Regions from separate parts of the Gossypium hirsutum genome. Here region 2 is linked to region 1. A link is a contact called in public Hi-C data. All regions are on one chromosome and are shown on one strand. The core of a region is the stretch at or near the end of the contact, and the rest is flanking DNA. Distances in the headings are between cores, read along the strand shown. Region 1 overlaps LOC107940800 (L-type lectin-domain containing receptor kinase IX.2). Region 2 holds the start of LOC107945171 (ATP-dependent Clp protease proteolytic subunit 6, chloroplastic).

Evidence for each region. A called contact is a pair of places that touch in the nucleus more often than the background predicts.
Region 2: a contact with region 1 is called in a Hi-C map of leaf, with 2.5 times the contacts expected there. The contact joins the promoter of LOC107945171 here to the enhancer-like site in region 1. A contact is called at or near these places in 4 of 34 Hi-C or Micro-C datasets (cotyledon and leaf).

The regions. Positions count from the first base shown.
Region 1 is chrA04:85,267,785-85,274,517 of Gossypium_hirsutum_v2.1, forward strand. LOC107940800 (L-type lectin-domain containing receptor kinase IX.2) reads right to left here. Exons shown (of 3, transcript XM_016874258.2): 3 at 5,172-5,786. The coding sequence ends at 5,173. It also overlaps the pseudogene LOC121228111. Among protein-coding and RNA genes, the nearest start is that of LOC107940800, 9.8 kb to the right of the region's middle. Within about 2 kb of position 4,392, at least 1 of the 9 cell types and tissues checked has an H3K27ac peak or open chromatin away from gene starts, as enhancers often do. A contact at or near this core is called in leaf, where this site is marked.
Region 2 is chrA04:85,343,930-85,350,662 of Gossypium_hirsutum_v2.1, forward strand. It overlaps LOC107945171 (ATP-dependent Clp protease proteolytic subunit 6, chloroplastic), which reads left to right and starts at 3,941. Exons shown (of 9, transcript XM_041111613.1): 1 at 3,941-4,155; 2 at 4,242-4,291; 3 at 4,495-4,564; 4 at 5,147-5,348; 5 at 5,471-5,536; 6 at 5,692-5,832; 7 at 6,704-6,733. The coding sequence starts at 4,070.

The DNA of each region.
Region 1 (6,733 bases), core at 3,142-5,641:
ATCTCTGATGCTAGTTGTTAACTCCAAAATTGATATTTGCAAGTAGAAAATAAGGCAGAAAATTAATGAATACTCAATATGTTTATGAAATTTGATTTTCCTATATTTGCAGTATCTTATCCAGAGAGATAATCTATTATCTTAGCAACACGTACAACAAGTTATTACAATCTCTAACACTCACCAGATCAGACTCCTCACTTTTGTACCTAAGATATAGACAATTATTCTCTAAGTTTTCCTCATGAAAACTTAGGACACTAACCAAGCCACACACTTGATCATTCACTCAATGCATTCAAAAGAGACGTTCCTCAATGAACAATAAGAAGTGTTCTCAGTTCAGTACAAAATATATAAGAGGCTCTACAATATATAAGGAATCTAGACTTGCTAGCATACTACACCAATTACAATCAATCTTCCCTTGAAACTAGCAAGATAGTATCCAAAAAGAATATCTTCAATCAACTCAAGATAAGTCTTGAATCTCCAAATATACTTCCAATTGTTTCACCCCATTTAGTCCAATCCACCAAACTTGTGAAGTTGATTGCTTTGATCCAAATCCAAAACATCAAGATATGTTGCTATGTGAAGTTTGGATATCAAAGATGGGTTGGTTGTTGTCCAAAGTATTAACTCGAATCATAACCCAAGGAATTTTGTTGCCAAAGTTTGTCAACTTAAACATTGCAAGTTTTCTGAGCAGACAATTCCACAACCAGTTATCCCTAGTTTAGGCTTTACTCAAAAACTACCACAACTAAAGTTTATGTATAGTTTTCAAATTTATCCCTAAATAAAATAATAAATTTAAACCCTAAACTCAAAAACTCTTATACTAAACCATTTTCTTTCTCTATCTACTTAATAGAGGTGTTCATGATTTGGGTTAACCTGATTTTGGTTAGGTCTCATATATATTTGACCAAGTTCAATCTGATCCAAAATATCAGCATCATTTTTACTTAAACTCGTTAATATTTATAAATGACTAACCTAAGCCCGTTTAGGCATGCTCATATTATTAATTTTTTAAAAATATAATTATTTTTTGTTTTTTATTTATATATAACTTTTACTACTATTATATAAATTTTCTTTTATTAAATTTCTAACCACAAACAACTTAATATATACTAGAAATCCTATCACACATGTATGCGTGTGGAAACCATAATTTTAAAACACAACATACAACAAATAATGAAACATATGGTTTGAAATTAATTGATAATAATACATGAAATATGTACATTATTAAAATAAAAATATATATTAAATTGTTCATCAAGGTATTGTCATCAATTTTAAGTTGGTGTCGAGTTAACTTATAACACCAACTCAATCAAATACATTATTAATACTAGAAATCCCATCACACACATGTATGTGTGGAACCCACATATTTAGAACACAGATGTTTGTGATTAAAAATAGCATACAATAAACAATGAAACGTGTTGTTTGAAACTAATTAATCATAATAGCACATGAAATACACATAATATTAAAATAAAAAAATTATGAATAAAATGAAATTTTAACATATAAATATATCAGATAAACAATACTAAATGGATCACAATTATTCATCATAGTTTTGTCATCAATTGTGAGTTTGTGTTGAGTTGACTTTTGACACAAATTCAATTAACATCAATTATTAATATATACATTTGATGGAGATAATAATAAATTGTGCATCTTAAAATAAAAATGTATAAGTTACATTAAAATAAAGCTTTAATTTAGTGACAAATTTAAAATTTTACTAATCCAATTGGCGTAGGATCAAGTCCAACAATATGTATATTTTTATTAATTTTGTTAAAATGAAAAGATTAAAATACCCTCAAATAATGTAACTTATTTTAATTACAGAAGGGTATTTTTATAATTACCCTATCTAAGTTGGTGACCCAATTGAGGATGATACCAGCTCAGTAAAACACTTAATAAATAGTATAAAAGATATTCAATCGATGGAGATAATAAAGTGTGCATAATAAAACTAATATGTAAAAATATCAAAATGAAGCTTTAGCTAAATGGTAAATTAAGGATATTACTAATGCAATTGTTATAGGTTCAAATTTACCACATATATGATTTTATATTGGTTTTTCTTAAATGCAAAAGCTAAAATATCTTCGTATAATATTACTTATTTTAATTATGGAAGGACATTCCTGTAACTTTCTAATCGAATTGATAACTAAGTTGAGAGTGACACCAACTTAATTAAGAGTTTAAATAATAATAAAGATTTTAATATTCCCATTATAGTATAACTTAATATTTTTGAAAGGGATAAATATCTATTTCACACACGCTACATATAAATAATTCTTGTGATTTGAACTCACAACATGAGCTGTGGAGTGAAACCCATAACTAATAAGCCAAACACTAGATTCCAATATTTTAATACTTCAATAAGTATACATTCAATATTAATTTTTTCGATACTTCTTCAAGCATTTATCTAACGTGGGAATGTAATTGACACAGTAGAAAAGTATGACTCGCTTGCTTGAATTCTAGAAGCAGTTGACATATCATATATGGGAGTAGACCTCGTACGTGGAAGCTCTGGCAATAGTGCCTCAAAATTAAGAACCTGAATTACTTGCCTTATCGACGGTCTTAAACTCCGGTCCGGATGGACGCACCACAGCCCAATCATCAACAACCATTCCACCTGCATAGCATTGGAGTCCATGCATAGTCTCGGGTCAGCCGCACCAAGCAATTATCGGTTTTCGTACAAGTCCCTCACCCAGACTATCAATGAAGCTTGGGATTCTTCATATATGGGTTCTATTGATCTTCGGCCGTATGCAACCTCCAATGCAACAACTCCAAAACTATAGACATCAGATTCCTTGCTAGTTTTTCTTGAAGAAATATATTAAGGAGCCATATAGCCTAAAGTCCCAGCTAAATGGGTTGTTTGTGACCCTTTCGCGTGATCGACTAGTCTAGCTAGCCCGAAATCCCGAGTTTAGCATTGAAATTAGAATCCAACATAACGTTGCTAGCTTTGATATCCCTATGTAGTAAGCAATGGTCACTAAGGTCAATAAGGTTTTTCCTTTGAAAAGATGGGAATCTAAGCCGCCATTAGCCATGAACTCATAAACGAGTACAAGTTCCCCTTTTTTATGGCACCAACCAATAAGCTTAACCAGATTCTTGTGCCTCAATCGGCTAATGATCTTCACTTCGGATGTATATTCCTTGATTCCTTGCTTAGAGGCCTTTGCAATCTGCTGAACAGCAACAAGGGTATCCAAGTCCCTTACGTACCCTCTGTAAACTGCACCAAACCCTCCTCCTCCAAGCTTTTCACCCTTGAAATTACTGGTCATTTTATCTATTTCCATAAAGGGAAACTTATTTGGTCCCATTCCATTTTGGAAGTCACCACCAAAGAGCTTGTCATCATCATCATTATCTAATTTGATGGCCTTCTGTCTTTTTCTCCATAATCTGCGGCAGCAAAAACAGCAAATGCAAAGTGAGATAACAATCAACACCACGAAAACTGAGATAGTAATCAACGCCGCCACAGAATTGGTGTCTCTTGAAGCATGAGGGGGAGGAGCAACAACGGTAGCAGCGACAGGAGGAGGAGGGAGACAAGAACCAACGGGATTTGAGCCATCAGCAACTACGGTAATTGAAGCGTTAGTTGATTTATAAGCCATCGGTGCAGATTGCACATACATACGAGGGAACAAAGCTAAGCCTATCAAACAGAAGGTTAGTGAAAACTTGGTCGACTCCATTTTGGTTTTATGACGACAGAATATACGAAAATGATTCAAAAATGAAAAAAAAAGTTTGGTTATGTTTCAATCAACTCATCACCATTCATCAGAAAACTAGTCCAACTGCAACTATTCACAAACAGCCAATGGTTTGCAATACCTTAAGAAATGTGAATCAAACGTGGGAAGGCAGCACCCTCCGTATCAGCTCGCACAAGGTGGGAAACACTTAAACGACATTTGATCAAATAACAACAATCCATCGGTAATATGCAAACTCTGTTTAGCCATGCAATCTGCCACACTATTTCGCTGGCGAGGAATGTAGGAAATCTCACAACTCCATTCACGTTGAAGGAGCTCATGGATGACCGAAACCAGACAGTACAAAGGATGCAACCTACCAATCTCATTCGCAATACTTTTAAATTTTATTTTATATTATTTTGTTAATTCTCTATTATCATTTACCATAAATTTCAATTATTATTTTCATAAATATCAAGTCATTTAAATATAAAAACAATTTATTAATATATTCTTATATCTCATAGACTACGACTTAATGACACCGCAGGCATCGGGGCTGGCGTTTTCATGGGGCTAAGAAGAATTGTAGAAATACATATGTGGGCTACGTTAAAAGCAAAAGATTCTTTTTACATGTGATTATGGTCCCTCTACTCTACGAAACTTGTATTTCTGAAAAAATAGGGGTCTTATTGTCTTGGATAATGTTTGGATAAAAAAATATTATATTTCAACATTTTTTTAATAATATTTTTTACACAATTCACATACTCCAATCACTCATATCATAAATAGGCGATCTCTATTATTCAAATTTACTGTGAACCTCATGACCTATAAGCAGAATGTTTGGAGTTCCAATATTTCAATACTTAAACAAGTATAAATTAAACAATTATAGATCGCAATTAGATATGATATGGTTTTTAACATACAATCAAATTCAACACTAATTTTTCCAATTTTTCTACAACAATTATTGATCTAACGTTGGATTGTAACAAACACAGTAGAAAAACATGGCTCACTTGCTTGAATTCTAATTATTGGCACATCATCATATGTGGGAGTTGACAACTCAATATTTCAACACTTTTTTTAATATTTTTTTTGGTACAACTCACACACCCTTGATAAGGGTAAATTGCTCACATCATAAAAAAGTGATTTCTGTTACTCGAATTCACAATATAGGTTATGGAATGAGCCTCATAATCAATAAGTCAAATGTTAGAGTTCTAATATTTCAACACTTAAACAAGTGTAACTTCAACAATTATAGATTTCAATGTCATATCAAATGGTTTTTAACATATGAATCAAAGTCAATACAAAACTTTTCAATTTCTCTACAAGTATTGATCTAACGCGGGATTGTAATAGACACCGTAGAAAAACATGGCTCACTTACTTGAATTCCAGAAGTAGTTGGCACATCATATGTGGGAGAAGGCCTCCTACTTGGAAGTTTTGGCAATGGTGCCTCAAAATTAAGTACCTGAATTACCTGCCTTATCGACGGTCTCAAATTTTGGTCCGGATGGACGCACCACAGCCCAACCATCAACAAGCATTCCATTTGTATAGCATCGAAGTCCATGCCTAGTTTCGGGTCAACTGTACCAAGTATCTGTTGATTTCCGTACAACTTACACACCCAAGCTACCAACGAAGCCTGAGATTCTTCATACATAGGCTCTATTGACATTCTACCACATGCAATCTCCAATGCAACAACTCCAAAACTATAGATATCGGATTCTTTACTAGCCTTTCCTGATGAAACACATTCAGGTGCAATATAGCCCATAGTGCCGGCTAAATGGGTCGTTTGTGACCCCTTCGCATGATCGACTAGTCGAGCCAGCCCAAAATCCCCTATTTTAGCATTGAAACTAGAATCCAACATAACGTTGCTGGCTTTGATATCCCTGTGTAGTACGCAATGGTCACCTTCTTCATGTAGATAGAAAAGAGCTGATGCCATGTTGGCACATAATTAAATTAACCTTGCACAAATAAATTATGAAAAGTTAGAAGAGTGAAGAGACTTGAATATGAAAAGTGAAAAAACTTGAATATGAATAGTGAAGAGACTTGAAGATGAAAAGTTAAGAGGCTTGAATATGAAAAGATACACACATGCATGAATAGTCACAACTCCTAGCATATAGTGATATAGATGAATAGTCACTTACAACTCCTATATAAAGAGTTGTATGTGATGAAGAATTATTAACTTTGTGTGCTTGAAATAAAAGATTATTTGAAAGAATTTTTTCATACAAAATTTATTTCTCTTCTCCATTATATTCTTTATCATTTTCTTTGTTTTATTTCTCCAAATATTAATCATTCAACTACAAATTGGTATCAGAGCCTTGTTCGATCGAAATGAACAATTCTATTCCTCTTTCTTCCGTTCCCCAATTAACCAAAGAAAATTATGGCAAATGGAGTATCCAAATGAAGGCTCTTCTTGGATCTCTAGAAGTTTGGGAGATTGTTGAAAAAGGTTATAATGAAGTTGAGGCTGAAGAGGAGGAAGGATTAACACAAGTTCAAAAAGAGAGTCTAAAAAAATCAAGAAAGAAAAATCAGCAAGCCTTATTTTGGATATATCAAGGAGTTCAATCATATGAAGCGGCTTGGGAAAAAATAGCTTGTGCCACCACGGCAAAACAAGCATGGGAATTTTTACAAAATTCATTCAAAGGAGATGAAAAGGTGAAAAGAGTTCGGTTGCAAACTCTTCGAGGAGAGTTTGAAAGATTGCAAAAAACAGAGTCAGAATCAGTTTCTGATTACTGTTCACGGGTTTTGTCCATAGTCAATCAATTAAAAAGAAATGGTGAAACTATGGATGATATTCGTGGTGTTGAGAAAATCCTCCGTTCTTTAGATTCCAGATTTGACTACATTGT
Region 2 (6,733 bases), core at 2,691-5,190, 76 kb after region 1:
AAACTTGTCGTTGAATCATAAAATAGGTGGTTTAAGTGATTGAATTGATGGTATATAATAATTAATAATTAAAAATATTTTTGTTAATTGAGTCTTAATTCGATTAGTATTGATATTGTTGTCAATATAAGAATATGTGAGTTCGAGCATACAAAAGCGTGTTTTTCTTCTTATTTAAGGGTTAAAATAGATTATGAAGAGTTTATAAAATAATAATTAAAATCCTTTTGAATCAGTAAAAAAATAAAATAAAAAATTGTTAAATTTGGGTTTTTTATTATTTTATTTTTAATAAAAATATTTTTTTATTCCAAATCTTTTATGATTTTTTAAATTATTATTAATGTTTCGTTTTGAACTTTTTTCCTTTTTTTTAGTGCCTACAGCCTACCAACCTGCCTCTCTAATACTGCCAGACATTGCCTCCCTAAATTATATAAATTTCTTTGGATTATTTATACAATCATTTCTCAAATAAGGTAAATTAATGTTTAAGCCCTCGAAAACATATTTCTATTTTAGTGTGGAATTATATATTTTGTAATTCTTTAGGTGTTTTTTTTAAAGAAATAATTTTTTTATCTTAATCTTAATTTAATTTTTAATCAATCAAGTGGTTAATTGTTAAGTTAATATAAATAATTTAATTCTTTTAATTAGATTATAATCTTTTGATGTTGTAGTTTTAACAATTCTGAATCTGCAACATGATATTTCTCAAGTTCAATTATTATTTAATAAATTTCATTATGTTTTTAATGGTAAATGTGAAACACTGTATAAAAATCCATAACTTTACAGTAACCTTCTAAATAGAGACCAAGCCCTATCATTAAATTATAAATTAGTAATAATAAAGTCGTACATTAATTTTTTAAATGATAAAAGTTTGATTTAATTCTTTAAAAATTATAATATATATATTATTAAAATAGTAAAATTATATTTTTACTAACATAAAAATATATAATTTAATTTCGTCCTAAACAAATTTTCTAACTTCATCTCTAATTTTAAGATATAGAAATACTATTATTTCAACCAACTAAAATAATAATGAAAAAGGATTGTATGAAATTGCGATTTCACGTCATCCCTATTCCTTTTCAATAAGAAAATTACAAATCAGATTTTGAATTCTGACTTTTAGCATTTTTAGTTGGATTTGAATTTTTTCAAGAGAAAAAAATATGATTTGTCACTCTTCTATTTGAAAGAGATAAGGATATTGTAAAATTACAGTTTCATACTGTCCATTCTTTACAATTATAATAATTGATGAAAATTTTGCATCATTAATCATAATTATAATTAGGAATAATGGCAAGTTTTACCCCTCCACTTTAATAAATTTTACTATACATATACTCTCAATTTGTCTCTTATATTTTTGTTGGGTCCAACCTTTGGGTACATTACCCTAATACCGTTAAAAGTAATGACTTGACATGGTGGTGCCATGTGGCACTTATTGACTCATTGACTATGACTTTATGGGCATCTCAGCAACAAGCCCAACAATATTTTTCTTACCCAAATTATTGATTTTTTTTTCACGTTTTTCTTGCTTTCTTTTTCTTTGGTTTTCTTCTGTTTCCTTAAACCACTATTTATGACATAAACATGGTTTATTTGCATATAAGCCCTTGGTACAATTACCACTCAAGAATTTGCTCAAATTCAAATTAACTCCAATTAGTTTTTAATCACTACATAATTTAGTTCTAGCACTATTTATATAATAACTTAATCAATTTAATTACTACATTAATTACATTTAATCAATTACTAAATATTTTTATTTCTAATTTAATTACTAAAATTTCTATTTTTCTAATTTCACAATTTGTAACTACTCGATAAAAAAATTTTTGGATGATTCGATTTAATAAATTTGACTTCGAAACTAAGTTTTTTTCAACATTGATAAAAATCGAGTTGTTACAATTATTGCTTATAATTATAACCACATTAATATACTAAAAAATAAATTATTAGAATAAATATAATAATTATAATTTTAAAGTATCACATCTACTGTTTCACAGTAAATAAAAAAATTGTTTTTTAAATAAATTTAAATTTTTTTAGAACAAAAAAACTAAATTGATTAAAATAATAAAAAATAATGAACAAATTTATTTAAAATATAGAATTATACTCGTAATTTAAGATATTCTAAAAAATGAATTGTAATGAGATTATACCTTATATCAGAGCATTTTAACACTATTAGGGAATGTAAAATTACGTGATGACTGAAATGTTAAAAAATTCAAATAATGTAATGTAATTGTAAAAATGTACATAATATTACTAGCCATAATATAATTTTTGGCCATCCAAATGTACCTAAAGAAAAATTTTATATTTACAATTTTATACTTTGAAAAAAATGTGAGATCTTTTTTCCTCTCAACACTGGTTCTTTAAATAAATTCGTAATTTAACCTATCTCATGGATAAATGACATTAAAAAATTAATCTTAGGTTAAATTCTTGGAAGAAACATTGTTGGGAGTTTCGAACATCAAATATGAATCGTAAAACAAATATGAAAATACAAAAAAAAATAGCTTCTTTCTAGTTAAAAAAACTTATTTAATACATTATTATTCATTGTTAGTAGAGTTTTTTAAACTCCATGAACAAAATTAAATGATTGACAATTTTCTATTTTAATTCATTATTAATTTTTTAATATTTACCGTTACTACACTAGCAATGGACCAAATAATTTTGAATTAATGTAAACTTTGACCCTTGAATTTGGCAACTTGATCCACTTTGGTACTTATAGTTTTTTGGGTCCATTTTAGTACTTGAATTTGATAATTAGGTCTGTTTTGGTCCCTGAACTTGAAAATTATAAAAATTTGATGATGTGGCTCAGTTTTAAAGTGCCACATCACCAAATATTAACATAATTCAAGTTTAGGGATCAAATTAAGTTCAGATATAAAAGTGAAAAAAAATTATAAGTATCAAATTGGACCTAGTTGCTAGGTCTAAGGACAAAAGATTATATTAATCCAATATTTTTTATACATTAGGTATTAAAATAGTTGTAATAATATCAATGCTAAAATAGTTCAGTATTTGCTAGAAAAAATGTTGAATAAGTTAAGCTATTACTTTATGAAATATCACGTTTGTCTTTTCTAAAGCTTATAAATAGAAGTATTATGCATTTCAACGCACTAAAAATTACGTACTCTTGTATTGATAATAATATCGATACTAATCGAAGTAAAAATTAATAGACAAAGTCTTGCAATATTTGTTTTTTAAATTAAAAGTAGAACAAAATCAAAATAAATCTGAAAAACTATATAGTTTCAATATCTCATTGAAACAATTTTATAATAGAATTTGCAAGATTGTTTTCCATGACCAAATAAGTGATTGTGGATAACTAATATAACACTTAAAAATACATATATAAAGTCGATTGAGTCTTAGCTCAATTGGTATGGGTATTATTGTTAATGTAGAAGAATGTGAGTTCGAGTGCGCTGAAACATATTATCCTCCTATTTATAGGTTGGAGATGTGCTATGTGTAGTTCTAAATATTATATAAAAAAGAGCAAGCATGATCAAAACGTATAAAGAGATTGTTCAACAAAAAATTCATATATAAAAAAAAAGTGAAAATATACTATTCAACTTAAAATTCATAGTCCGATCATTGTCACATGAAGGCAACCTAACAGATATGTTAAATTGACAAATTTTGATGGAAAATACTTACAATTTTAACCATTTGACCAAGATTTTTAAAATAAATAAAAAAAGAGTAAAAGAACTTAATTTTTAACTTTTTTAATATAGAGGTTAAATCTAAAATTTTATCAAAGTACAGGGGCTAACAGCATATTTTAACCAAAAGATAACAAGCCCAACCCAATAATAAAAGGAAGGACTGCATAGATCTAGACGTAACCCAAAAACAAAGGTCACCTGCAATTCTCGTTTGCCTTGGCTATATCCCCTCCTAAAAACTCCTCTCTCAATCTTCTCTAAAGCTCTCAAATTTTCTACTTTGGGTTCATACAATTTTTTATATAATGGTAGCTTCAGCTGTTTCATCTTCTTTGAGTCTATCACTCTATTCTCGAACCAGACCCACTTCCATTTCGTCCCCTTCTTCGAGGTACATACATGTTTTTATGTTGTTTGCTCTCATTGTTCTTTCTTTTTTCCTTTTGAAATCTTTTAATTTTTCAGAAGCTCGACTAGGTTGATAATCTCCGCATTGCCAACCCCATATGGCGACTCCTCTACAATGGGTAACTTTCGGATTCTTGAAATTTCAATTAGTTGGCCTTTTTTAGCTACTTTTTAATTTGAGTTTCACGCCATTGATTCGATTAAAACCTTGCCAATGGTTTTGACGAGCTATAAATGTAATTTTGTGTTAATTATATTCATTTTTTTAATTACATGTGATGTATGGTTATGAACATATAAATTGAATGAATTGTGGATTCAGGGTTATCTAGTAAAGTTTCTGGGCTACCTTTGAAGATCGACAAGAAGGGTTTCGGTGACTCTGATTTAAGGTTTGTTTACTCTTATCTTATTGCTTCAGTTTCATATCACTGCTTTATGTCTTATGTCATGAATGCATATACATATGATGTGTATGAAGTTTGTCTCCTGTTAACCACTCACGACCCTTAGTTTTTGACTCGTACTCATTGGTTTTAAAAGGATAAATTCGTTGACAGTTTAGTTATGAAGTTCGAATGTGTTCGTATATACCTTGTTGCTAGGATGGAAACGTTGAATGTTGTAGGAAAATCCTTTGATCGAATACTTAGGTTTCGTTTTGCTACCTCCTAATTGATATCATACATTACTTATTGTACCAGACAGCATCATAATAGCTTTTAGTTGTTGACTTGTACTCATCGGTTTTGAAAGGATAAATTTGTTGACGGTTTAGTTATTAAGTTTGAATGTGTCATGTTTACTGCGTTGTTAGGATGGAAAGGTTGAATGTTGAAGGAAAATCCTTTGATTGAATGTTTAGGTTTTGCTACCTCGTAACTGATATCATACATTACTTATCGAACGAGACAATCATACCATAAATTCCGTTTTATTTGATATATATACATTATAATACTTTTAATGTACAGCTATAGTGCAATAGAAGCCAGAAAGGGTAACCCACCTGTAATGCCGGCAGTAATGACACCAGGAGGACCATTGGACCTTTCAACGGTGTTATTCAGGAATCGTATCATATTCATCGGGCAACCAGTCAATTCACAGGTTGCTCAAAGAGTTATAACACAGCTTGTGACCCTGGCAGCCATTGATGAGAATGCAGATATTCTGGTGCGATCATATTTTTTACTATTTCTCTCTGCATTCTTTGTTTTTCCTTTTGGGATGTAGGGTTTTAAATCGAGAATTTCGGATCCTGGTATAGTTTATAACTTTAACCAATATTTTGTCAGGTGTATTTGAACTGCCCCGGTGGAAGTACATATTCTGTCTTGGCAATTTACGATTGCATGTCTTGGGTAAGATTTTAAACATTTTGGGGTCCATTGTTTTGTATTTTTTCTGCCCTTATTACTGCATGTTATGGCATCATAGTACGTATTTTGATGAATACTATGCTGCGTGCTTTATTCGAGCTTCTTATTTTGCAAGCATCAATTTGTCATTATTTCAGATAAAGCCAAAGGTTGGCACAGTTTGTTTCGGAGTAGCTGCAAGCCAGGGAGCACTTCTTCTTGCTGGTGGAGAGAAGGGAATGCGTTATGCGATGCCAAATGCACGTATTATGATACACCAACCGCAAAGTGGATGTGGGGTATGATTTAACTTCTTGGTTTGCAATGTTAGTGGCTGGATATAGAAAAGAAGAGTTTTTAAAGGGTGATGAGAAATTTTAATAGCTAGTACACATCTTGGTTATCTTGTTTGAGAGGCACGGTTACTATTGTGACTGAAGTTTTTAATGTTTGTGGACAAAATCTACTTTAAGCATTTAATTTTGTTTAGGTTCTATGATTTTGATTCAATCACATGTTAGCATTTGAAAACTGATGGGATGCGGAGAAATCCCATCTGGATCTTCTGGCACCAGTTGGATACGGATTGAAATATCGAATTGTGCTTGTTATAGTTTATATTTTAAAAAATACAATTGAGGTTTTGAATAGGGTATGAATATAAGCTTCAAATAGGAATCTGTATACTAGCAAAAATACTTGTCCTTATATGTTTAGACGAGTATGTAGTTGCGATGTCTTTATACAACTTAAAATGAAAATCGTGTGGATATCTGACTGTTTTCTCTTGTGGAGTTCTCTTGTACTCTTGTGTCAATGAGACATTTGACTGACAAGTGCAGCATTGCATCCTAATTTGACAACCACTTATAGTTAGACATATTTGACATCCAGATTCCTCTTTGATTACATTTGACTGACAAGTGCAGCATTGCATCCTAATTTGACAACCACTTGTAGTTAGACATATTTGACATCCAGATTCCTCTTTGATTTTGCTTGTCACCTGTTGACATTTATTTGCATGTTTTGCTGTAGAAGATGCATTCACTTTTGTAAAAATTTGAGACGCCTTGAAATTTACATTTAAGTTCTTCAACTCTGTGTGACAAACATGAAATATTGTCTCATGTACTAATCGAACTCGGTTCATCATGCATTGTTTTGAAGGGTCATGTTGAAGATGTCAGACGTCAAGTA